2 separate regions of the Mus musculus genome follow, and region 1 is linked to region 2. Evidence: chromatin contacts called from public promoter capture Hi-C data. All regions are on one chromosome and are shown on one strand. The core of a region is the stretch at or near the end of the contact, and the rest is flanking DNA. Distances in the headings are between cores, read along the strand shown.

Evidence for each region. Promoter capture Hi-C pulls out the DNA fragments that hold promoters and counts their contacts.
Region 1: a promoter capture Hi-C map of pre-B cells shows a contact between it and region 2, with 4 times the contacts expected there. The contact joins the promoter of Etohd2 here to the promoter of Cks2 in region 2. A contact is called at or near these places in 3 of 39 promoter capture datasets (liver and pre-B cells) and 1 of 484 Hi-C or Micro-C datasets (CD4 T cells).

Annotation. Positions count from the first base shown.
Region 1 is chr13:59,764,696-59,771,354 of GRCm38.p6, reverse strand. Etohd2 (ethanol decreased 2) reads right to left here and starts at 1,389. Exons shown (of 2, transcript NR_015349.3): 1 at 1,009-1,389; 2 at 1-428. It overlaps Isca1 (iron-sulfur cluster assembly 1), which reads left to right and starts at 1,566. Exons shown (of 4, transcript NM_026921.4): 1 at 1,566-1,731. The coding sequence starts at 1,651.
Region 2 is chr13:51,640,679-51,647,066 of GRCm38.p6, reverse strand. Cks2 (CDC28 protein kinase regulatory subunit 2) reads right to left here and starts at 1,835. Exons shown (of 3, transcript NM_025415.3): 1 at 1,596-1,835. The coding sequence starts at 1,654. Gm52049 (a long non-coding RNA gene) reads right to left here. Exons shown (of 3, transcript XR_003950639.1): 2 at 4,473-4,566; 3 at 3,750-4,386.

The DNA of each region.
Region 1 (6,659 bases), core at 140-2,639, 8.1 Mb before region 2:
TACGCAGCCAGGCCAATCTTTATACCTGGTAGTTATTTTCTACTTGGATGTTTTGTCGGTTGTTGAGGGAGAGGAGTGTACTTACCCCTAAAATTAAACAGAATTGTCATGTTTTCTTCTAGCCTTAAAAAGGTTTCCTACATTTTGATTCTTAAAAAAAATTCTGCCCAGCAGCCTGGTGTTTTTGATGGCTTATACTGATACCATTAGACAAGTGAGGCACGCTTCTCAGCGGATAAGATAGCAGGCTCGCAGCCATGGCCAAGTCAAAGCTTCCTCTGCAAGCGATCGCAGGGCCAGGGCCGATGCCCTGTTCTGTTCTAAAACAGCGGAAACTCAGAATCCAGTTTTTACAGCAGGAGTTCTGAACACCCGATCTTCACCTTCTAACAGTCTCTTGCTCACTGTGAACTGCTTTGGCAAGCTTCCTGGTAAAAGATGTAAAAGATGTGTTTTCAGTGTACAGAGAAACCCTGTCTCGAAAAACCAAAAAAAAAAAAAAAAATCAGTCTGTTTTTCTTTTGCTTCAAAGGTGGCTTCTATCTTAAGGAGAGGATATCTTCCCAAGTGGAACAAAATCCTTGCAAGAGAGAGATCAATGACCGAGTGGGGTTCACAGTTTTCAGACACTAAAAATAGAGTTGAAAACATGGTGTGCCCACTCTTTGTAAAGCTATGAAGAAAGGGTCAGAACATTTTCTTAGCTCCTGGGCAGGTCTAGGCAGAATGTACAATGTCTGTCTTACTCTGTCAGTGTTCCAGCATGGCAAAGTCCCCATTTCGGACGGGGAAACTGCCCCTTCTAGTCAGACCAGTGAGATCGCACTGGAAAAGAAAACACTTGTTCTTTCCGTCTAGACCTGAGGCCGAATCCATTTCCCTCCCTCGGCCTTCCTGGAACCATAAGGGGGCGATCAGGGGTAGCAAACCCCTCAGTACTCCCCACGCCCACCCAGTTCCCGCACGGGGCCAGCTGCTGCTCCGAGATAAAGGAGCTCCCGTTCTTACGTCATCACGGGCCGCGAAGGAAGCCGAGGCGTGGTGACAGGCGCACAGCTAATCAAATGGGACCGGCTAGCAGGAAAGGCTAGCCAAATGTGCACGGGGCCCGGGATCGGGACTCAAGAACCGATGCTAACGTAGCGCCCAGGGCGCTCGCTCTCAGAGGCTCGGATAGAGCCACCATGCCCGTGCTTCCATGCGAGGCTGGTAGCTACGTACGTGCTCAGTTTTCTTGACACAAACTGCTACACAAGAGTGACATTTCAATAACTGGAAACCTGTCGTATGGTGTCTACCCGCTTGCTTTACTATCGAAGCAGCTCCAGAGTCACAGAGCCGTGTCCCCACTTCCGGGGGGTCTGTCGTTAGTGTACGCCATACGGAAGGAGCCATCCCACTTCCGCTAGCGCAGTGACCGCGAAGCCCGCAAGGTCACAGGTCACCTCCCTTGCCTCGTCAGTGATGACGGCCAATCGGCCCGGCCCGTCACTCACCCGGACTGTCCAATGGTGGAGCGGGACGGGCGACGGGAGGCGGGGCCTGTGGCGCCTGCGCAGGAGCTTGTGGCGTCAAAGTGCCCGCCGTGTCCATGGAGAGAAGTTGAGTCCCCACGCTCCAGCCGGAGGCTGCGGGTGCCGCGACGTGGACATGTCGGCGTCGTTGGTCCGCGCCACCGTGCGGGCTGTGAGCAAGAGAAAACTGCAGCCCACGCGGGCGGCCCTCACACTGGTGAGTCACCTCGGCGTCCGCAGGGAGGTGGTGGCGGCGGCGGCCCGGGGTGCAGAGCGAGCCTGGACGCGGACTAGGGTCTCCCGGCGGGCCGCGCGCGGAGCTCGATGGGGCGGACGGGCTGTGTGCGCTGCCACCGGGCGGCCGGGGCGGAGGACGGCAGTTTGCCGCCGAGGTCACGGCGTTCCCGGAGAAAGGTCACACAGGGAACGCCGCGGCTCCGCATAACCTCCCAGGAGGCGTCAGCCCCAGAGGATCGGGACAGCGTGAGACCGGGATTCATTCGGTCCAGACGCCACCGCGGAATCCGCTCCACCCAGAGTCCTAAGAGGGGCTCTTGCCAATAGTTAGTTGAAGCAAAATAGAAGGGAGTCGTGAACAAGTGAGATAATCTGTTTATAGGATAGGTCATTGTTTGGCCCTTCAGTTTGCCCCAGTAATCACACTGCATTCTGTGTTGCTTTTCCCTCCGGGACCAGCTAGTTTTCGTCACCGCAGGTATGTCATGGATTCTAGGATTGTGCAAACTATGCTCATCTTACTGAGAATAGAGTAGAATCCTCCTACAAGTAATAAATTCCAGAAAAGTCGAGCACAGGATAGGTGGTGGTTGTTATTGTCGTTGTTTGCTTGCTTAGTTTTGTTTTGTTTTTTTTTTTAATCACCATTTGGCCTATTGCATGTTACTTGGGAAATTTCGACCCGCCCCTTCTCACACCCCCCCTCTGCCCCCGTTTCTACCTCATAAGCATACATTATCATGATCCGCTGTTTTTCATGAGAAGAAATAATTGAGTTGCCTGGCTCGCACCCTCCGTAGGCCATTCCTTCCAGGAGTAACATCTCATTTGCACAGTCCTGGCCTGTGTCGTGCTTTGTAATCTTCTGTTTCGTTATGTATAGTAGATCTCAATTCACACCCTCTGCCGCGCTGCCTAGCTCAGCTGTAGAGTCTGTGGTGTTAGGCTTGGTCCTAGAATCACCTTTCCCTGATTTTCATAGGCACAGCTGTTGGCAGGCGTCGTGGTTCGTACTTGTTTTTCAAGTGTCTGGTAAACATTTTGAACCCCAGCACATAGCAAATGCAAAAGCAACGAGGTGACCAACGGCCTAAAGTGTGAGAGAGAGATAACTAGCAAACAAGAGTAATATGAGTTAGGTATTGCTTGGCCGGTACATCAGCCTGACAGCAGGGAGTCTGACATTCTGCAACATCTACTAGAAGTCAGCCATGGCCAGGAAAGGTGTGACATAAAACATAAACACTAGCTATCTGTTAGCTGATGCCAGTCGTGGACAGAATGGATGGGCTGGCACATTGGGCTGTGTGTATTTTTAGTCAGGGTTTCTAGAACTTATGGATAGTCTATATAGTAAAGGGATTTGTTACAATGACTTAAACAGTCTGTAGTCCAACTCCTCAACAATGGTCAGCTGTGAGTGGGAAGTCCAAGGATCTAGTAGTTGCTCAGTCCCATGAGGCTAGTTGTTTCAGCTGCTCTTCTGTAGATGTAGGTTCCAACAGATGTGCTGGCAAGTAAGTGCAAGCAGGCAAAAAGCAAATCTTCCTCCTCCCAGTGTCCTCCTGTAGGTCTCTAACAGAAGGTGTGGCCCAGGTTAAAAGTGTGTACCACCTTGAACTCAGAGATGATCTTGCCTTAGTCTCCTGGGATTGAAGGTATGTACTGCCTTGCCTGGGCCTAAGCTTTTCATGGCCACTGTGCCTCAAGATCTCCATGCCAAGATCCAGGTCAGAAACTTTTATCTAACAACCTCAAGCTCTGGATTGCAGGTGAGGCCTCCAGCTTTGGATTGTGGTTCATTCCAGATAGAGTCATGTTGGCAACCAGGAATAGCCATTACACTGTGGTGTAGACTGGTAAGATCTGCAAACCCAGAATGGCTCCAGCTCACCACATCCAAAAACAACGTGCTCCTTCCCACCCCCATATATCTAGGAGTTAATAGAGTTGAATTTGCAGGGACCAGAGTCAGATGTGACTGGAGAATGTGAAAGCTGCTACCTAGTTGATGGGCAGCTTTATTTCCATCATTGTACAAGACAGAGGTGGTCAGCTTTCATGACGAGAGGCTCATCCTCACCAAGCTCCACTTGGGAGCGAGCGGTGGGGCCTAGCTAGCATGCATGTTGGTACGCGCTGAGAACCTAGTTCACTCTGTATGCACTGTAGTGTGTACACTGTACTGTAGAAGACTCTGGACGCTTAGCTTCCCAGCGCAGCCTGGTAGAGAGGGGCCCAGGGTGTGTATAAGGACATGTTACTTCACTGGAGTAGGGCCAGAAGATCTTTGGAACAGCAACTAGCACGTGCCTTTGGTTTAGAAACATAACCAGGAAAACCTGCAGGTTACAACCAGGTTTCTAGTCCAGTGGTAGAACAGCCGCTTTAGGGCCTGGCGTGAGAACAGAGTGGGGTGTTGTGTGTTCATTGTAAAGAGAGATTTGTTTTGTGTCACAGTTGTTAACTCTTTGGTCATTAATTTAGGAGCCCTTGCAAATATTTAATTGTGCCTTAACCACAGAGTTGTAAGATTAATAGCCATAACAAACACGGGCCAGGGGGAGGAGCCTGTGTGGGGGCAGGGGCTAAACTGGCAGAGAATGAGCTGTGAAGCTCAGGGCCTGAGTTTCCTCTCCAGTTCCCAGATAACAACAACAAAAAAGCTAAAGTTGGGGGGTGGGGTGGGGGTGGTGCATACTTGTGATCCCAGTGCTGGAGTGGGAGCAGGCAGGGCTGGGGCTCCAGTGGCCATCAGCCACCCTACGGGCCCAGCCCCAGGCCATGTGAGCAGTTCTGAAACATTCCTGAAGTGCATTTCCCAGCATTCTGACCAAAAAAAAAAAAGCAGCTTTGGAATAATTGTTTGGTTTGCATGTTTAATATTTAAAATTTATTTATTTTTGTATGTGTGGTCATGCGTGCCTTAGTGATTGTGTGATCAGAGGACAACTCTGGGTGTCACTTCCCTCCTTCCATCATGTGGGTCCCAAGTTCCTTTACCTGACAAAGTACCTCACCAGCCCTTTGAAAAATGTTTTTAAAACCTCTTCAATATGTTCTCACTTTAAGCAGCTGTGTTCCTATGGTAGTTTACACAGGAGCAGATTAAAAGGCATTATTAGATTTTACAGGATTTCAGTAATCTGAATTCTGAGCCCTTATTTGTTGGTAGATTTCTTGGGAAGGTTCAGGTTGAGCTGGTCTGGGAATGCAGACATAGTAGAAAGCTGCCAGACTTGCAGTGGTGTTCAGGGAAGACCTCCCCACTGCCAGGGTCTGAAGCAAGCGGGTGCTTACCGTCTTTCTAGTACCAAGTTCAGCTTGGTACTAGAAACAGATTGGTACCGTGAACAGAAAGGGCAGTCCCATCAGGAGCCCTGTCCGACCCATGCAGTTCTTTTGACTAATCGGAGCAGTCCCTTAGCTGAACAATGGCAGCTCCCAGAAGCTGAAGGGTCAAGTACTAGGACCAGCTTGGGATGCACAGTCTGTCTCCAAAACAAGGCAGGAATACAGCAGTCCCTTGGCCACTTTAGGCTGTCTGTCCGTCCCTCCGCCCCTCCCCCTCTCCCCCTTTTTAGTTGAGAGCTCCTTAGTAACAGCTCCTCAGGGAGGAACGCAAAGGGAAGACGGTTTTGGTCACTTGACAGCAGCTTGCAGACATTCAGGTCCTTTTAATGATACTTTTCCTTGTGTGCCTTTTCCTGTGTACACGATGTGAATGTTAGTGTTCATGTCAGTGGAGATGGCCTGCATAGCTTACTTTTGTGCCCTGTGTTGAAATTGTTTTGAGACAAACTAGCTGTGTATATCAATCAGGCTGACCTCAAATTCATGATCCTCCTGCCTCAGCTTCCCAATAGCCAGAATTACAGGCAGACACTGTCTAAATGTTTTCTGAGACTTGAGAAAAGAAAAAAAACACCAAAGTAGGTGTCTTAGTTAGGGAAGTCATTTAAGCCCCAGCCCTTGTTGGAAGTCCTATTCCAACAAGGCCACACCTTCAGATGGTGCCATCCCTGGTCCAAGGATATACAAACCATCACATTCCACTCCCTGGCCCCCATAGACTTGTTCAAAAACATGAGTCTATGGGGGCCATACTTAAACATAGCATAATGCAAAATGCATTTAGTCCAACTTTCAAAGTCCTCATAGTCTATAGCAGTCACAACAATGTTAAAAGTCCAAAGTTCAAGGTCTCTTCTGAGATTCATTCAACTTAATTAACTGTAATCCCCAAAGCAAGGCAGGAAACCAGCTGTGCAAACTCCAAACTCTGCATCTCCATGGCTGATGTCAAAGTGGTCTTCAGATCTCCACTCCCTTTTCATCTTTGTTGCCTGCAACAAACTGCTTTCTCCTGGGCTGGTTCCACTCCCTGTTAGCAGCTTTCCTCAGCATGTATCCCATGGCTCTGGCATCTTTAACATCCTTGAGTCTCCAAGGCAATTTCAATGTTACAGCTTCTTGTTTCAGTGTCTGGGATTCCACTTCATCTTTTGGACCCTCCTAAGGGCTGGCATCACTTCTCCATCTCTGTCCTCGGTAGCACTCTATGTTCAGGTTGATTCACTCCACTACGGCTGCTGTTCTTGGTGATCATCCCAGGGTACTGACATCTCCAATACACTGGGGTGTTCCACTCCAACTAGGCTTCACCAATAACCTCTCATAGGCTCTCTTCAGGGTGCCAAGCCTCAAATCCTTTGCATGACCCCTTCAGTCCTGGGCCATCAACTACAGCTGAGGCTTCACCTTCTCCAATGGGCTTCCCTGGCCTCTCACAGTGCTAAGCCTCAGCTTCTCTCCATGATCCCTTCATTCCTTCACAAGCAGTACCACCTGAGTGACTCTTACACATTACCACGTCCAGCCGCAGCACGAGGTACAACCTTGGGTATC
Region 2 (6,388 bases), core at 586-3,085:
CACCCTGGGTTATGGAGACTCCCTCAAAAATGCCCAAAAGGACTCCCATGATATTTGAGGAGCAGTCTACTCTGTTCCTAGTAATCACCCCTTCACAAAATCACTAAGTTTTGAACTTTATCCAACACACATAGTTCTACTATAAACAAAACACCCTAGACTCACACCTCTGTGTCATATCACCAGTACACAGTCCCTGTCAAGAGCACCTCTCTAATTCTTTTGTAAAGGTTGGTCAGTTAAGCTCAAGCTAGTGTGGCAACACACCCACCATCTCAGCAACTGCTAAGGCAGAACAGCAAGCTTAAACACTTCATGTTTCAAAATAAAACACTTTTTTTGACCTCTGGATTCCAGTGGGTAATAAACTAGCTCCTACTTTATATTGGAGTAAAATACTTAAGACAGACCAGCAGTTGCTCCCCAAAACACGCACAACTTATATACTCCAAGTTTAGAAACTAAAACTATCTCACTTTGACAACTAAAGAAATGTATATAAACCCATATGCTAAACATTTCCATCCAAATAATTATTTGCCTAATTTAGAAAGACAGTACAATTACTTTCGGTCATTTTTGGATATTTCCAAACCAAGTTCTGAGTTACTATAACGACCAAATATTAAGCCAATTATCACATGGTTACCATTGTGAAGTTTGTAATTACTATGTAAAGACTGTTATGTATTTAAATTTTTTAGTAAGGGGGAAAAAAAAAACCCATGAGACTTCCCTACTTAAGAACATTCAAGTTTATAGCATTAGTGCATCGTCAAACAGCCTGGAAAAAGTTTTCTGGCTGTGAAGACTTCTACACTAGCGGACTGAGAGAATGGGGGGTGGGGCGGTGAAGCCACTCTTTTAAAAAGTGTCTCATCCCTCAAACAGCATTCTGGACACTAACCTAAAAGGGCAGCAAACAGAAAACAAGGTCACTATTTGCCCAAGGGAGGAACAGGTTTTACCCACCTGGAGTCCTTGACTGTGTCCCAGAATGCAACGCTCTAATCCCAACCCAGAAGAACCCAGCGACGGAAAGGCCTTTGAAACCACACCCCAAGTCATAAGGGATACAATAAAGTTAACTACAATCCTCCCTTACTTTCCACAATCCCATTTGCTAATTATATTAACGTAGGTACTACCTTCCTGCGCATCTCAGGATTTAAAACTCAAAACTTCCTCAAAAGCCCCAAACGTGGCCAATATGGACTAGCAGTTGAAGGTAACGTAGCCACCACCACCCCAATCCTTCCGAAGGCAATCTCGAGTTTTCAATTTGATCTTGAAGCCCTTTAACAACGCCCCGTGTTACAGCGTCTGGAGCCGTTACCCATCAGACACTCGATAATGCCCGTCGGGTGCGTTTCCGGGGACTTCCCCTCCCGGCCAGTCCGGGCCAGTGCGGTTTGCGGTCGTGAACTCCCAGACTAGGCGCTGCCCACCCATCTAACGACTCCCCATCTCCTGCGATCCCCGCAACACTACACAAAGCAAGGCTGCCCGGACGGACGGAGGCCTCTAAGGGGGTCCGAGTCCCGACCACCAGGTCTGACCTCCCAGCGCGGCCCTCCTCCGCAGGCGCTCCTCACCGGTACTCGTAGTGCTCATCGAAGTACTTGTCTGAGTAGTAGATCTGCTTGTGGGCCATCCTGCCGGCGCGCAGAGGAGTAAGCGGGATCAGGAAACCGGGCGCAAGGGGCTCTACGTCCGCCTAGGGCCGACGCAACGACTCGAATGAGGCCAACGACCGCAGGCCCAACGCTCTGGATTTGAATCCGACAGCCCTCCGCCGATTGGGCGAAGCCACCAACCAATCACGCTCCGCGCAGACCTCGAGGACAGGTAACCAATCAGAAGCCTGTTGCAAGATTGCGAGGGCGGGAGTAAGGATTGGCTAACGATTCAGCGAGGAGCGCCCGGCGACCCCAAGAGATATTGAGAAGGGCGGAGCCGAGTCGTTAAGTGCCTCGCAGCGCGTGCGCAGTGGTTTAGAACGTGCCTGGGGGCAGAACCGTTGGGTGGTGGGCGGACACGAGATGAGGTATCCGGGGCTCTGGGGGCCGGAGCGGCACGAGACGCCTGGGGGGCGGTCTCTGTGGTCAGGGAAGTCCAGCTGCGGAGCGTTCCAGAGGGTAAGGTGCCCTCCGCTGCCCCTGATGGCAACGCTAATTACGCTTGGCTGCGAGCTAGTCCCATCTTAAAAAGATGTGCTCATGTAAAAGGAAGTTGAAAGGGTGTTAAGTCGTGGTTTCGTGCAGCAAGTTACATATAACAACCATTTTCTACAATGAGCAGGTGTCATTTTTCTTTTAATATTTTTGCGATTTGTTGCAGTGGATGAATTGCTCTGGTGTGGCTGTTAGGATAACAAAGTAACCCACGGCAGCTGGGCGTACTGGCCCACACCTTTAATCCCTGTACTCCAATGCCAGGTCAACACCCCTCCCTCCTCCTTTTTTTTTTTTAGTTTGGTTTGGTTTTTGTTTTTTCGGAGACTGGCTTTTCCTGTGTAGCTCTGGCTGTCCTGGAACTCACTCTGTAAACCAGGCTGGCCTCGAACTCAGAAATCCATTTGCCTCTGCCTCCCAAATGCTGGGATTAAAGGCGTGCGCCACCACCGCCCGGCTGTTTTTTGTTTTGTTTTGTTTTGTTTTGTTTTTGAGACAGAGTTTCTCTGTGTAGCCCTGGCTATCCTGGAACTCGCTCTGTACACCAAGCTGGCCTCAAACTCAGCGATCCTCCTGCCCCTGCCTCCCCAGTGCTGGGATTAAAAGTGGATGCCCCATCACCGTCCAGCTTCAGCCTAATATCTTTAACAGATGGTAGGATAGCAAAGTGTGATCCTGTCTAAAATAATAAAAACGGAAGTCAGCATGTAACTACAATTTTATTTTTTTATAGAGTTGGGTAATCAGGTGCCTGCAATCTTTTAACGACAGGTTTCCCGACTTCACTTGGCCCTCAGTTAAAGAGAACACAAGATCGTCTGACTTCTTGCACAACTTTAAAGTTATTTTTAGCACTAAAATAATAAAGGTGCTAATTGCCTACCGATATTATCACGTGAGACAACAGGTGGGATTAAAATTTCAACATGTAAATAGGAGGATGTAAGCATACACTCTATAACACAAATAATATGGAGGTATGAGTTCTGTTCTGAAAGATCTTTAATTACTATCTAAGCAGTGGTTCTCAACCTTCCTGATGCTGCAGCCCTTTGATGCAAGTGGTGATCCTTAACTTTATAATATTTTGTTGCTACTTCATAACTATAATTTTGCCACTGTTATGAATTGTAAATCTCTGATACTCAGCTCCCATGGGAGTCTAGTAGATTGAGAACAGCTGATCTAGAGAAAGTGCCCTGCTTTCCAAGTCTCCACTGATAGGGAATCCTTTAGATCTCCTGCTCACCAGAACGGACATTGGCTTACACATTGTTTCCCTGCACTATTTATTCTCCATGCAGTGAATGTAGAGAGCATACTTACTTTGTTTATTATCCATGTCTAGAGCACAGTAGAGTCCCTGTGCATGGTGGATACTCAATAATGAGGTTCTTAAAAAATATACCAGCCAGCCGTGGTGGCGCGAGTCTTTAATCCCAGCACTTGGGAGGCAGAGGCTTGAGTTTGAGACCAGCCTGGTCTACAGAGTGAGTTCCAGGACAGCCAGGGCTACACAGAGAAACCCTGTCTCAAAAAACCAAAAAAAAAAAAAAAAAAAAAAAAAGAAGAAGAAGAAGAAGTAGTCGTCGTCTCTATTCCTAGATAAATAATCTGGGAAAGGAAAAGGAAATCTTTATAGCAGATGTATTTTGAAAGACAGTTGCCAGGCATGTTGGCTCACTCTCTTATCCCATAGGTCAGGAGGCTAAGACAAAAGGATTGCTAAGAGTTCAAGGTCTCTCTGGGTTACATAGTACCAGTCAGCTAAAGTTAACAAAGTGAGATTGTGTTCTCAAGAAACAAATGAGAGGCTGGGCAGTGGTGGCCCACGCCTTTAATCCCAGCACTTGGGATTAAAGTAAGTAAGTAAGTAAGTACTATAAAGCAAAAAGTATTCTAATAGATGCAGAAAAATAATAAAATTCACATACATATAATTCAAACTCAATAAGTCTACCTACCAGGCACTGATTAATACTACTCAGAAATTATAAGAAGGGGAAAGTTTAACTGGGAAGAGTATCCATAGAGACCGATGTTAACATAATTCTTATCAAGAAACATTAGAAGTAGTCCCTTAAGGTTTCTCTGTTAGCTTTGTCAACAGCAGGAAGTTCAACTTGCCAGTGTAGACAGTGTATCCTCAGTCCCTCTCAGGAACCTCATCCTGTGTACCTGCGTCCTTGATGTCCGCCACAGTAACAGATCCCTGAAAGGGAAGTTACACATTTACAAACTAGGCAGCAAAAACACACCCTTGAAGAGTTAGTTACATGCAAGTGTTACTGCCCTTACCCAATAGAATAGTCTAAGTGACATCTGAGACTAGTCCCTAGGAGGCGTAACAGCTTCGACTTTCTCCGGGAAAGCTTGCTTTCATCTGGAAGACCTATAGGGAAGAGTCGTCTTTTGATTAGTGCCAGCTGCCTTGAATTCAGTACAAACAGAGAGAAATGAAGCAATGGCCCAATCCTGTGAGTTCAAATATCCAACACTCATGTAAAGAGCCGGTGCGGCCATGCATGGCTGTAACCCCTGCGTTATAAAGGGGGGGTGGGGTGGGGGAGTGGAGGCAGGGCGATTGCTGAGGCTTGTTTGCCTCCAGTCTAGTCCTAGGTTCATAGATCCTGTCTCAAAGGGAATAAGGCCAAGAATAGTAGAGCAAGACATTCAGCTTTCTCCTTCAGCTTCCGTATGAACACCACTAACACACATTCACACCACACACACACATACACTTTTAGGCTAGAAAGATGGCTCAGTAGGTTAAGGTGTTTGCCACTACTCTGGTAACCCGAGTCCAGCCCAGAGGACACAAACGGTGAAAGGAGATAAATGCCCCTACAAAGCTGTCTCCTGTCTTTCCCTCATGCCAGAACACAAGCACCTCGCCCGATAGATAAATGTAAATAAATAAAAGGAATTAAAGCTCTTTCTCTGTGCACGGTTGACAGTTCTTTTACCTTCTGTTTACTAGTGTGTGTTAGATTGGCTCATTGTCACTAAGTTCACTGTTGCCTTTCAGTGTATGGAATATTAATTGTACAAAATGAAGGGCTACATCGTATTTTCTTAACCGTGTATCAAACTTGTTACTTGCTTATAGTCACTAAAAATACTAAAAACTAAAAACAGAACTGTCCTAGGATCTTGAGATACTTGACAAGATGCAATTTAAAAACGAACATTGGATTTTACTTAGAAAAATTCATGCCATCTAACATCACACTGACTCCCTTGCTTTTTTGTGCGTTCCTCTTCTCTGGTCTATTGTCCTCATAAAATGAATTGAGGTGGTTTTCCTCTTTTTCCTCTTTTTTTTTTTTTTTTTTTTTTTTTTTTTTTTTTTTTTTTAGTATTCAGACCAACTTGCTTAAAGATATAATTTATTTTGGTGTTATATCAATATATAACTCAAAAGCAGTTGTTTGTTTGTTTGGGTTTGCTGAGACTGGGTCTATGTAGCTGTGGCGTTTGGAAGCTCTCTCTGTAGATTAGACCCACCTGTCTCTGCCTCCCCAGAGCTGTGATTAAAGGTCTGTGTCACCACTCCTGGCTTAGCTCAACTATTTAAATGATCTTTTCTAATCCCTCTAAAAGTTCCAGAGTTTGGGACGTGCTACGATCTCATCACACCTCTGGATCTACCTGGTTATCTGTCCAGAGTCTTCTTCTAAGTGAAGCATATAGATGGGAAAGGGAGCTAAAATTATTATTATTATTATTATTATTATTATTATTTTCTTTGAGACAGGATTTCTCTGTATAACCCTGGCTGTCCTGGAACTCACTCTGTAGACCAGGCTGGCCTCGAACTCAGATCCGCCTGCCTCTGCCTCCCAAGTGCTGGGATTAAAGCCGTGCGCCACCACTGCCCGGCTAAAATTATTTTTTATTGCCACCTTAACCAACTAACTCCCAGTACTCTTTCCTGCCGAGCCATCTTCCCGGCCTAGGGAGGAGCTTGGTAGAAAACAGATTTATAGTAAACACTGTCAGAACACCAGGGAAAGCTTTACAGAAGCTCCAAATGACCCATGGCCAACACAGAAAGCCTTCCATATGTCCACTTTAAAAACTGGAATAGTATTAAGATGCCTGTTGTTGCCATGTGCAAAAATGATCTCATCTTGTGTGCTGTGATGTGAAAAAGATTTCGACACTGCTGTAGTTTATAACCCAACAGTGAGATCTTTGTGGAGAAACACAGG